Regions from separate parts of the Rattus norvegicus genome. Here region 2 is linked to region 1. The links are chromatin contacts, called in public Hi-C maps. All regions are on one chromosome and are shown on one strand. The core of a region is the stretch at or near the end of the contact, and the rest is flanking DNA. Distances in the headings are between cores, read along the strand shown.

Region 1 (4,562 bases), core at 1,708-4,207:
CCTTCCTCCCTCCTTTTTCCCAACATTATTGTGTGTGTGTGTGTGTGTGTGTGTGTGTGTGAGAGAGAGAGAGAGAGAGAGAGAGAGAGAGAGAGAGAGAGAGAGAGAAATAGCTCAAATAGGCTTGCAGAACAAGCACCTTACCTGCTAGACCTTCTAATCAGTCTTCCCCCGTCCCTCTTTCCCTTCTTTGTCCTTCCTATTTCGCTGTTGCTGTTGTTTTTCTTCAGAGTTTCAATATGCTGTCAGCTCATCTCAAACTCTTGGAACCAAGGCAACCTTAATCATCCAAACTCATCAGTAACTGGAATTACTGGGATCACTCACAACACTCAGCTTCTATAATTGTCTATTACATATTACTAGCTAAATTCTTCCTCTTGTTCATCATAAAATAATTATAATTCAACTTTTATACTTTAAGTGTAAGTAATACTTTTTTGGTTTTTTTTTTAAATACTGATAAAATTTAACTATTTCTAGTTCCCTCGTACTTTGAGATACTTTTAGCTCTTAATCATACTGAAACTACTTGTTTTATGTTCTGGATATTTTCAATATATTTATGCTCTGTTGGCCTTATATTATAGGTATGGGTAGTTGATCTTTATTCATAGTATTTGTTTTCCTGTGGATTTAGTAATTTTAAAAGCTGCCAGCTAGGGGGTTGGGGATTTAGCTTAGTGGTAGAGCGCTTGCCTAGCAAGCACAAGGCCCTGGGTTCAGTCCCCAGCTCCAAAAGAAAAAAAAGAAAAGAAAAGAAAAAAGAAAAAAGAAAAGAAAAGAAAAGAAAAGAAAAAAGCTGCCAGCTCATATTTCTGGGAGCTTAGCTCAGGGACTTCTTCCTGACAAGATCAAAGGTGCTTTTCTGCAGAGAGTTCTGGTGTCAGTCCAAGCACATATTAACTGCAGTTTTAGATTTTTTTTTTTAAATTCTATCTTGGAAGTGAAAATTCAAACTTCGGATATGTATGAACATAGCTTGCTTTTGGGCCTCCAAAACATTCTTTTACTTCACTATATCTTAACCATGCATTACAAGTCATTTATAACATTATGTCTTACCCATTTTAGGTGGTGGCTATATAATATGGAGTTTTGCAATACACTTAATCTACAATAGCCTGTATTTTTTTAACTGATCCAGCTATTCATGATCTGATATCAAGTACATCCAGTGAGTTAAGTTTATAATCTATTAGAAATATATCTGTCTACCAGGCATGATGGTACACATCTTTGATCCCGGCACTTATAAAGCAGAGGCTGGAGTATCTTTGTGGGTTCAAACCCAACCCAGTCTTCATAGCTTCTATGATAGTTAGCCGTAGCTTTATAGTGAGACCCTGTCTGAGAGAGAGAGAGAGAGAGAGAGAGAGAGAGAGAGAGACTCTAATATAACTTTCAAGTAGTTGGGACTGCACATTTGCCCTTGTTCTAATTTTTCTCAGCATTTTAAAACCAAAAAACAATCAAAAGACAAGTGGTTTAAATGACAGTGGCCCCCATAAGCTCATATATTTGAGCGCCCCAACTGGGAAGGATGGAAATGGGGGCCTGTGGGAAGAGATGTGTCACTGTGTAGGCTTCGAGGATTCAGAAGCCCACACCATTCCCAGTTAGTTCTCTCTGCTCGGTGCTTGTGCATCAAGGTGGAAGTTTTCTGCTACTGCTCCAGTGCCTGCCTGTTTGCCTGCTGCCAGGCTCCCCACTCTGATGGTCAGGGACTCACCCTCTATGTAAGTCATCAACAACCTTTCTTCTATACATGCCTTTGGCCATGGTGTCTGCACAACAGCAGAATAGTCACTAAGACAGGCGTATATGCCACCATACACTCTGTAGGAAATCCAGGGCTCAGAGAGAATTATTGACATTAATTCTTGCTATCTGGTTAACACTTTTTTAATCCAGAGAAAAAAAGTCTAATAATTTTCACCCATTATGGTTTCTAATTTAGTATTTGGTGATTACCAGTTAATTAGAATCACACTGTTTTTATGTCTCCTTTATGTAAATAGATTAAGTGTTAATTGTTATGACATAGAAAGTTACCAAAGATGAGCTAAACAAAAATTTTTAGATGTCAATTAATGGCTTATTTTCAAAATACCTAATGACTCAAATATTATTTTGCTCTGCAGAACAGAGAGCCCTTTAGGAAGAAATGTCAACCTGGATCCCTGACTGAACATTTGGAATGGAAAGTTTTTGTGATTCTTATGGCAAACAGATTTTAAATTTTAATGAAATTGATTTCTTCTTAAACCTACCTCCACTGTATTAATGCCTATAACCAATCGCTTGGAGAGAACACAAACACAACTCGTACATTCTAGGGCCTTTTCCAAATGTACAACTAAAATCCATCCCATCTCCTGTCCCTAAATACTAGAGTTTCACACCCACAGAAATGTATTATTACTGAACACCAACAGGCTCACCACTTTTCTGGCCCGGCACCAATTTATAACCACTCAAAACTCAAAGGTTGTTTTTCTTTCTGTCATCAAGATACCTCCAGCCCTGTGTACTTTGTAAACATTGATAATTAGATCTCAGCAAATTGTCAAGTCAGTAAGTAGAAAGTAGAATAAATTATGCCCATCCTGTAAACCCAAAGTATACTCAACATGTTCATTTCAGAAGGACATCCTCTACCTTAAAACCTAGACAAAACATAGAACTTCTGAGGATTATAATCTCAATATAATAGAGACGATCATAAAGCAACATTGAGATTCTGCCTTCCTGAATTGTGACACATCACTCCTGCATTTCTTGAACATATTCCACTCTGGTTTGTTAGTTTGGAAAGTCCACAGCCAGAGCAGAGAATCAGTCAACCCCCGCCGCCCGCTAGATGGCGCAGGCGGAAGCCAAACGCCCAGGCATCCGCACCCCCAACGCCACGCCTCCGTTTCCTAGGTGACTTGCTGAGCGCTCCGTGGATATCCGGTTCCGAGTTGCGCAGCGCGCACGCTCTGCGTATGACGCAGCACGTTCCTATATAAAAGCGTGCGTACAGCGGAGGCCCGTCCTCTTCTCAAGGCTGCTGCTCATCATGGCGCCGGTGAGTATACGTGCGCGTGCCTTTCTAGGGGGCTACAAGGTAGCTTTTTGCTAGGTCTAGCAAGTGGGAGCGCGGCAGGAGAGAAAGCGGTGATAATAGAGTCGTCCCGGGGTTCTCTACTGGTACAATAGAGCCCCAGTTGTGCCCTGTGTGCTCTGCGGCCTGGCGGGGCTGGAGCCGGGCCCGCGACTAGTTTAGTATCGGCAGGCGAGGTCGGTCTCCGGGCCTCTTGGTTTCTCCCTGGTTTCTGATAGCCTGTGGTCGCTGACCGGAAGATAAGCAGGGTGGCCAGGGTGACGCTAGCAACTTGAAGAGCATGGTTTAAACATTTGGAAAGTCACTTTAGCCAAATACTGTTAAAGATTAGGCTGCTCAGTAAGGATTCAAAGCTAATGTCTAACGATAAACCCATCGGGATTACCTGGCCATTGCACGGCAGTGGGCAGGTTCAGCCCCGTCATTCACTCAAATGCCAGTTCCGGGTTGGTGATAATTGGAGGGTGGTGAGGACGCAGACTATTACTAGTTGGTAGCCATTTAGGTGCTTTGGACCAATTACAACAAACCATAAATGAAGCCTATTACTTTAAAAATGCTGTTTTAAGTTAAACACCAACCAGGTGGGAGCTTTGATTTGAAACTTACATTGGTTCTCTGTTCAGTTACAGTAGGAAGCAGTTCTTCAGAATCAAGCAACATTCCTCACTACATATTCTAATATATTTACATTTGATAGGCACTTACTGGCAAAATGAAGTTTCCGTGGGAATTGAAACCTTGCTTTAAACCGAGTTAATGAAGTTACCCTTTTCATGTAGTACAGGCTCCTTTAGGTATTGGTTAACTCTGTGTATAGCCCCATTATACAACGTGTGCTGCTTTGATAAATTCGGGGGTGGGTATTCAGTATCTAAGCTGAATAAATTGCTTTCATACCATCATAATTGTGTTTGTAGCAGAAAGACAAGAAGCCTAAGAAGTCAACCTGGAGGTTTCATTTGGACCTTACTCATCCAGTAGAAGATGGAATTTTTGATTCTGGAAATTTTGTAAGTATCTTACTGTAATTGTATAGATCTTGGCATTTAAATATAGTACTCGGTATTAACCTAAGCTGTGCTCCTAGGGTACCTTCCCTAGTGACTAGGGTTTTCTTCCCTAGTTTTGCATTTTTTCTGTTTGAAAACAGGAACAGTTTCTACGGGAGAAGGTTAAAGTCAATGGAAAAACTGGAAATCTTGGAAATGTTGTTCACATTGAACGCCTGAAGAATAAAATCACAGTTGTTTCTGAGAAACAGTTCTCAAAAAGGTCAGTTCTGTTTTAAGTTATGATGGAGTATGTTGCAGGCATTCTGCTAAAATTATTATATTAATCTGTTTAAAAAGTCAGATGACTCTCGCTGCTTAGTTTCAAACATAAGGAATATTGGTGTATTTTAGGTAGAGAGACAGCAGATTCATGGTGTCCTGGTCACTTCTTGAAATCA
Region 2 (4,489 bases), core at 1,326-3,825, 470 kb after region 1:
TCCCATGTACCAGGGCCCCCAATGCCACACCCAGCCAACCTCCCTTGTGTGCCAACACTACCCCTTAACGTGTGCCATATGGGCTCTCTTCCAACCACTGTCCATCTCCTCTCAAGAATGAGATATCAGAGACTTGTAGACCCCAGGAGTCTGAAGCCCAGCCCTCCTTTGCAGCTGGGAGGAGAGCCAGGACCCACACAAAGGTGGCAGTCAACACAAACAGATGCTCTGAAATGTATGGCACAAGGCTGTCCATGTGCTACAGCGCAAAGGCCACTTCTAGAAATCAGAAGATGGAGACAGAGGGCCGCCCCTCCCCCACAAGATGGGTAGGGTTGGGAACGCAGAACAATAAGTCTTCTCCACAAAAATATACTCCCTGCCTCCAGTGTGGCCTGTGTGTTCTGAAAACAAACCATTTGGCATTGACTGCTCAGGAAACGTAATTTCAGGGGAAGGAAACAGAAGTGATTTTACACATCACTTAGAAATCTCTACAGCCATGCCCAGCTATTAGAAAACAACATTTGCCCTTTCTAGAGCACTTCAAAGCTGGACTTCATTCCCTGACTCATTGGCTCCCATAAGCAATCCTGAAAGATAACCGGTTGTCTTGGTTTAAATTCTTTAAAGAAAAACTACAAAGGTTTGTTGAGGTTAGCACCTTGTCTTGGATAACCCAGATTGTGAGTGCTGGATCTAACCCAGTTCTACCAAAGCCAGGGTTAAAAGAAGTCCACACCAGGGTCCCCTCATGCCTGTTCTTCTGAATGTCCAAGTGGACTGAAGGGTAGCAAATGGCAGGTCTGACATGCACCATGTGGTATAGGAAAAGGTGTGGACCAGGAGAGAATGCAAAGAGAATTTAAAATGCAATGGGGATGGGGATATTGCTCAGTAGAGAGCTCGCCTAACATAGACAAAGCCCAATTCCTCATCCTGGGATAAAGATAAGTCAGCGGCCAGTGAGCGGAAGGAGGGAGGTGAATTCCTAATGTCCTGTCCTGAAAAGGGAGGGCACCTAAGGCTCTAAAAGGGGGTTCAGAGTCTCTGGAAACCATGATGCTCTCCCTGGAGAAGGCACAAATTTAGCTGTTCTCAAGACCTTAGGGCTGACCTTAGGGCTGGCTAAACCCTTAAATATGTACCTCACCCAAAACCACCTCACCTAGGTGATGGTGAAGCCACAGGAGTTGACAGAATTCTAGCAGAAATCTACAAGTGGTGTCCACAACCACCCAAGTCATCCAACTGGCTACAAGTTTTTAAAAGAGTTTCCACAAACTTTCCCATGACACCCAAAGGAAGATGTTCCTTCCCAAACTCCCTCACCCGGGGTTTCAGAGACTGGCAGAGATTGGCCAACATCTCCAAACCAGACCCCACCCCACACACACACACCTCCCACCCCATCCCCACCCCATCCGGTGACCTTGGGCATTGACTTGTGTCTCCCTGGTGGAGTTTCCCTCCCCCAGGGTACTGGTTCTTCCCAGTACCTAGCAGCCAGCTGGGCAGAACTGGAGAAGGGTATCACCCTGGAGTGGGTGGGGGGCAGTCACTGCAGCCTGCTATTGAGGAATCCAGGAGGCAAAAGATAGGCAGGGAGGGTGACCGGTCAGATAAGCAGGCCCTGAACTGTGAGAACCAGCTGGGATTCTCTTATCTAGGCAGTCCAGCATCTCCTCAAATGTGAACCTAACCTCACTGGATGCCTCCGGGGTACCACGCAGTCTAAGAAGCTCAGCCCACACCTATTTGAGGTCGCTTTGTTCCTTCCCCCTCAGTCCTATGGGCGGCTCTAACCAGAAGCCCACTGAAGACAGCAGGGAATCGGGACGGCAGTGTCGATTAGCTTGGGTACCTGGGATGACGAAATCATGGGAATTAACAGAGTGATTCCCACCATGTGTATACGACTTGACTCATCAAATTCTCAAAACAGTGGCCAAACTATCTTTATTACCCCATGTACAAAGAAACTGAAGCTGACAAGTGGTTCACTAGGACTAACTCTCCTATGAGGTAGGATTGGAGATGTCAAAAATGTACCCAGACTTCTCTGAGTCTCCAAACTTCCAAGAGCCCTGTCTAAAACTCCCCATCTCTGGCCCAACCTGCCTCTGGAAGCTGCTTGCAAGCTCGGGGTCCTTACCAGGGAGGATGAGGATGTCCACCAGGGGCTTGCAGTGGTAGAGACCAGTGGCCATGACGCAGTCGGCCCACAGCCCCTTGGAGCCCAGTTCGTCCATTTTGCGGCAGGTGGGGATGGTGTAGCTGCAGGTCACCACCCAGTCATTGGTGGACGTTGTGACGATGATGCCAATCCAACCCACGAAGCTAGTGACGAAGCCCACCACCTGCAGGCAAGTGGCTACCATGGTGGCCGCAGCGACGTCCACGCAGCTCGACCCACACGGACTGTGCCCCCTGCGCCGGCCTGGACAGAGCCTTCCCTAGGCTTGCTCTCTCCCGCCCTCGCAAGCCGCTGGCTCCGGGATACTCCGAGTGGAGAGGAGAGGCTGCGAGCGCTGCTGCGACGGCGTGCAGCGGGGACAGGTGCGCCTGGCGGGGACTGCAGCGCTGCTGGGCAGCGTGTCCCCGCCCCCTCTTTAAACTCCGTGGACCCGGCTGGCAAGCGCCAATCCGTGACAGCCCCGAGCCGAGCGGACCAATCGCGGGTCAGGCTCTGGTACAGGGTGTGGAAGAGAGCAGAGGATGAGGAGGAGCAGCAGACCTCCCCGCGGGCCGGTGACGCGTGGTCAGCGTTGGAAAGTAAACTAATCCCATCCCTAAGGAGACCTGCAGAGTGCAGGGGGTGCGTCCGGCTCCTGTTGGGCCCCTCTCTTATCTCTGTCTGTGTCTTCCTCCTCAACTTCTACCAACTTCCCTCCCTCTTCTTAGCTGTGGACACTTCCAAAGTTTCTTACGCCCCTAAGAAACTAAGAGGGTACACATTCTTCACTCCGATGCTACCACAAGAAAAGACCAGGAAGATGGCTTAGTGAGTGAGAACACTTGATGCACTTGCACGTGCGACAACTTCAATCGCCATCCCCAGCACCCAATAAGAAGCCCGCCATTGCCTAAAAGACTGTAACCCAGTGCTGTTGGACATACAGAAGGATCTCTGAGTTTACTGGCTGCCACTCTAACGCCAGGTTTAGTGTGATTCTATGGCTCAAGGAAATAAGGTGGAAGGCGATAGAGAAGGACCTGAGACATCCTCCTAGTGCACACGCGTGCACACACATACACACCACACACAAACACACATGCAAACACTCTACAAGAAACAATTAACACAATAAAGATGCTTTCCCGTGGTGCCAGCAGAGTTAGCTCTGGTCAAAACAATGGTATCAACAATTACTCACCGTTATTAATACTCACTGCTACGTACATGTGCTTTGATACTACGGCTTACTGAATTGTTCACACTTGGTAGTGGGAACAACTGTCAAAGCTACACAGAATAAACAGCCCCCAAAAGGATGAACACCTCAAGTTTACACAGCTAGGAAGGAGAATTCCTGGGCCCATCTCATTCCTGTCCCTGACCATTCCTGGGAATCCGTCCTGGTTATCACTTTCTGAATGTCCCTAAAGCACTTGGTGTTCCGCTTATGATACATTAAAAAGCCAGGCACTCTGCCCAGATCGCTGTAAATAAGTTAGCTTCTGTTCTCCACCAACCGCTAGCCCAGATTGAGTGGGAGCAGAAGCTATCGGCAAAGGCTACTTGGCACCCCCATTCTCTACTTGAAGATAGGCTCATTCTGTGCCCTTGGGCTGAGGGAGTAGCTAGCAAAACTAGCTACGAAGCTTACATTCTTGGAACTCTGTTAGAATTAATGTTCTACACGTGACGGCTCAGTCAGTCAGAGTTGAGCAATGGCCGCCCACCCATGGGTCTCTTGAATGCATGTGTGGCATATGCCACACACACACACACACACACACACAAACACACACACAAACACACACACACAAACACACACACAAACACACACACACAAACACACACACAAACACACACACACACACACACTTTTGCAAAGTCAGAATTCAGAACTTTGGCACAGAGTAGTAAAATGGCTTACTAAACTCCCAAAGTTTCTGTCTTGGAAGGTGACACCCAGGGAACACGTTCCTCCTAGATCTGTTCCTTCACCCATGTGACTCTCAGGATCTCCACTTGGAAGTGAGAAGAGTGAATTTCCCACCGTGCGTACTGTGAAGGTGAAGGTAGCACAAATCACATGAGAATGTAAGGTGCATGTAAGAGACAGGACACTAAATACTTAAATTATTGTTATCATTTTCTATGACAGACACACACAAACCGGCACCCGAGGGAGGCCAGCAGAGATATAATCTAACTGAATAAATTAGCCATGAGCTAATTTATTTAATTTAATTTAAAAGGTTCTCCATAGGCCACGGGCGCTGCAGACAGTCTCATGGCCAGGCTCTCTGGGCTTTCTTG

Evidence for each region. Hi-C and Micro-C count contacts between places; a contact is called where the count stands out from the background.
Region 2: a Hi-C map of kidney shows a contact between it and region 1, with 6 times the contacts expected there. The contact joins the promoter of Cldn11 here to the promoter of Rpl22l1 in region 1. A contact is called at or near these places in 12 of 12 Hi-C or Micro-C datasets (the A7r5 cell line, the Rat2 cell line, Schwann cells and 7 more).

What each region holds. Positions count from the first base shown.
Region 1 is chr2:113,680,239-113,684,800 of GRCr8, forward strand. Rpl22l1 (ribosomal protein L22 like 1) reads left to right here and starts at 2,958. Exons shown (of 4, transcript NM_001108548.1): 1 at 2,958-3,073; 2 at 4,030-4,122; 3 at 4,263-4,384. The coding sequence starts at 3,065.
Region 2 is chr2:114,146,964-114,151,452 of GRCr8, forward strand. Cldn11 (claudin 11) reads right to left here and starts at 2,576. Exons shown (of 3, transcript NM_053457.3): 1 at 2,156-2,576. The coding sequence starts at 2,381.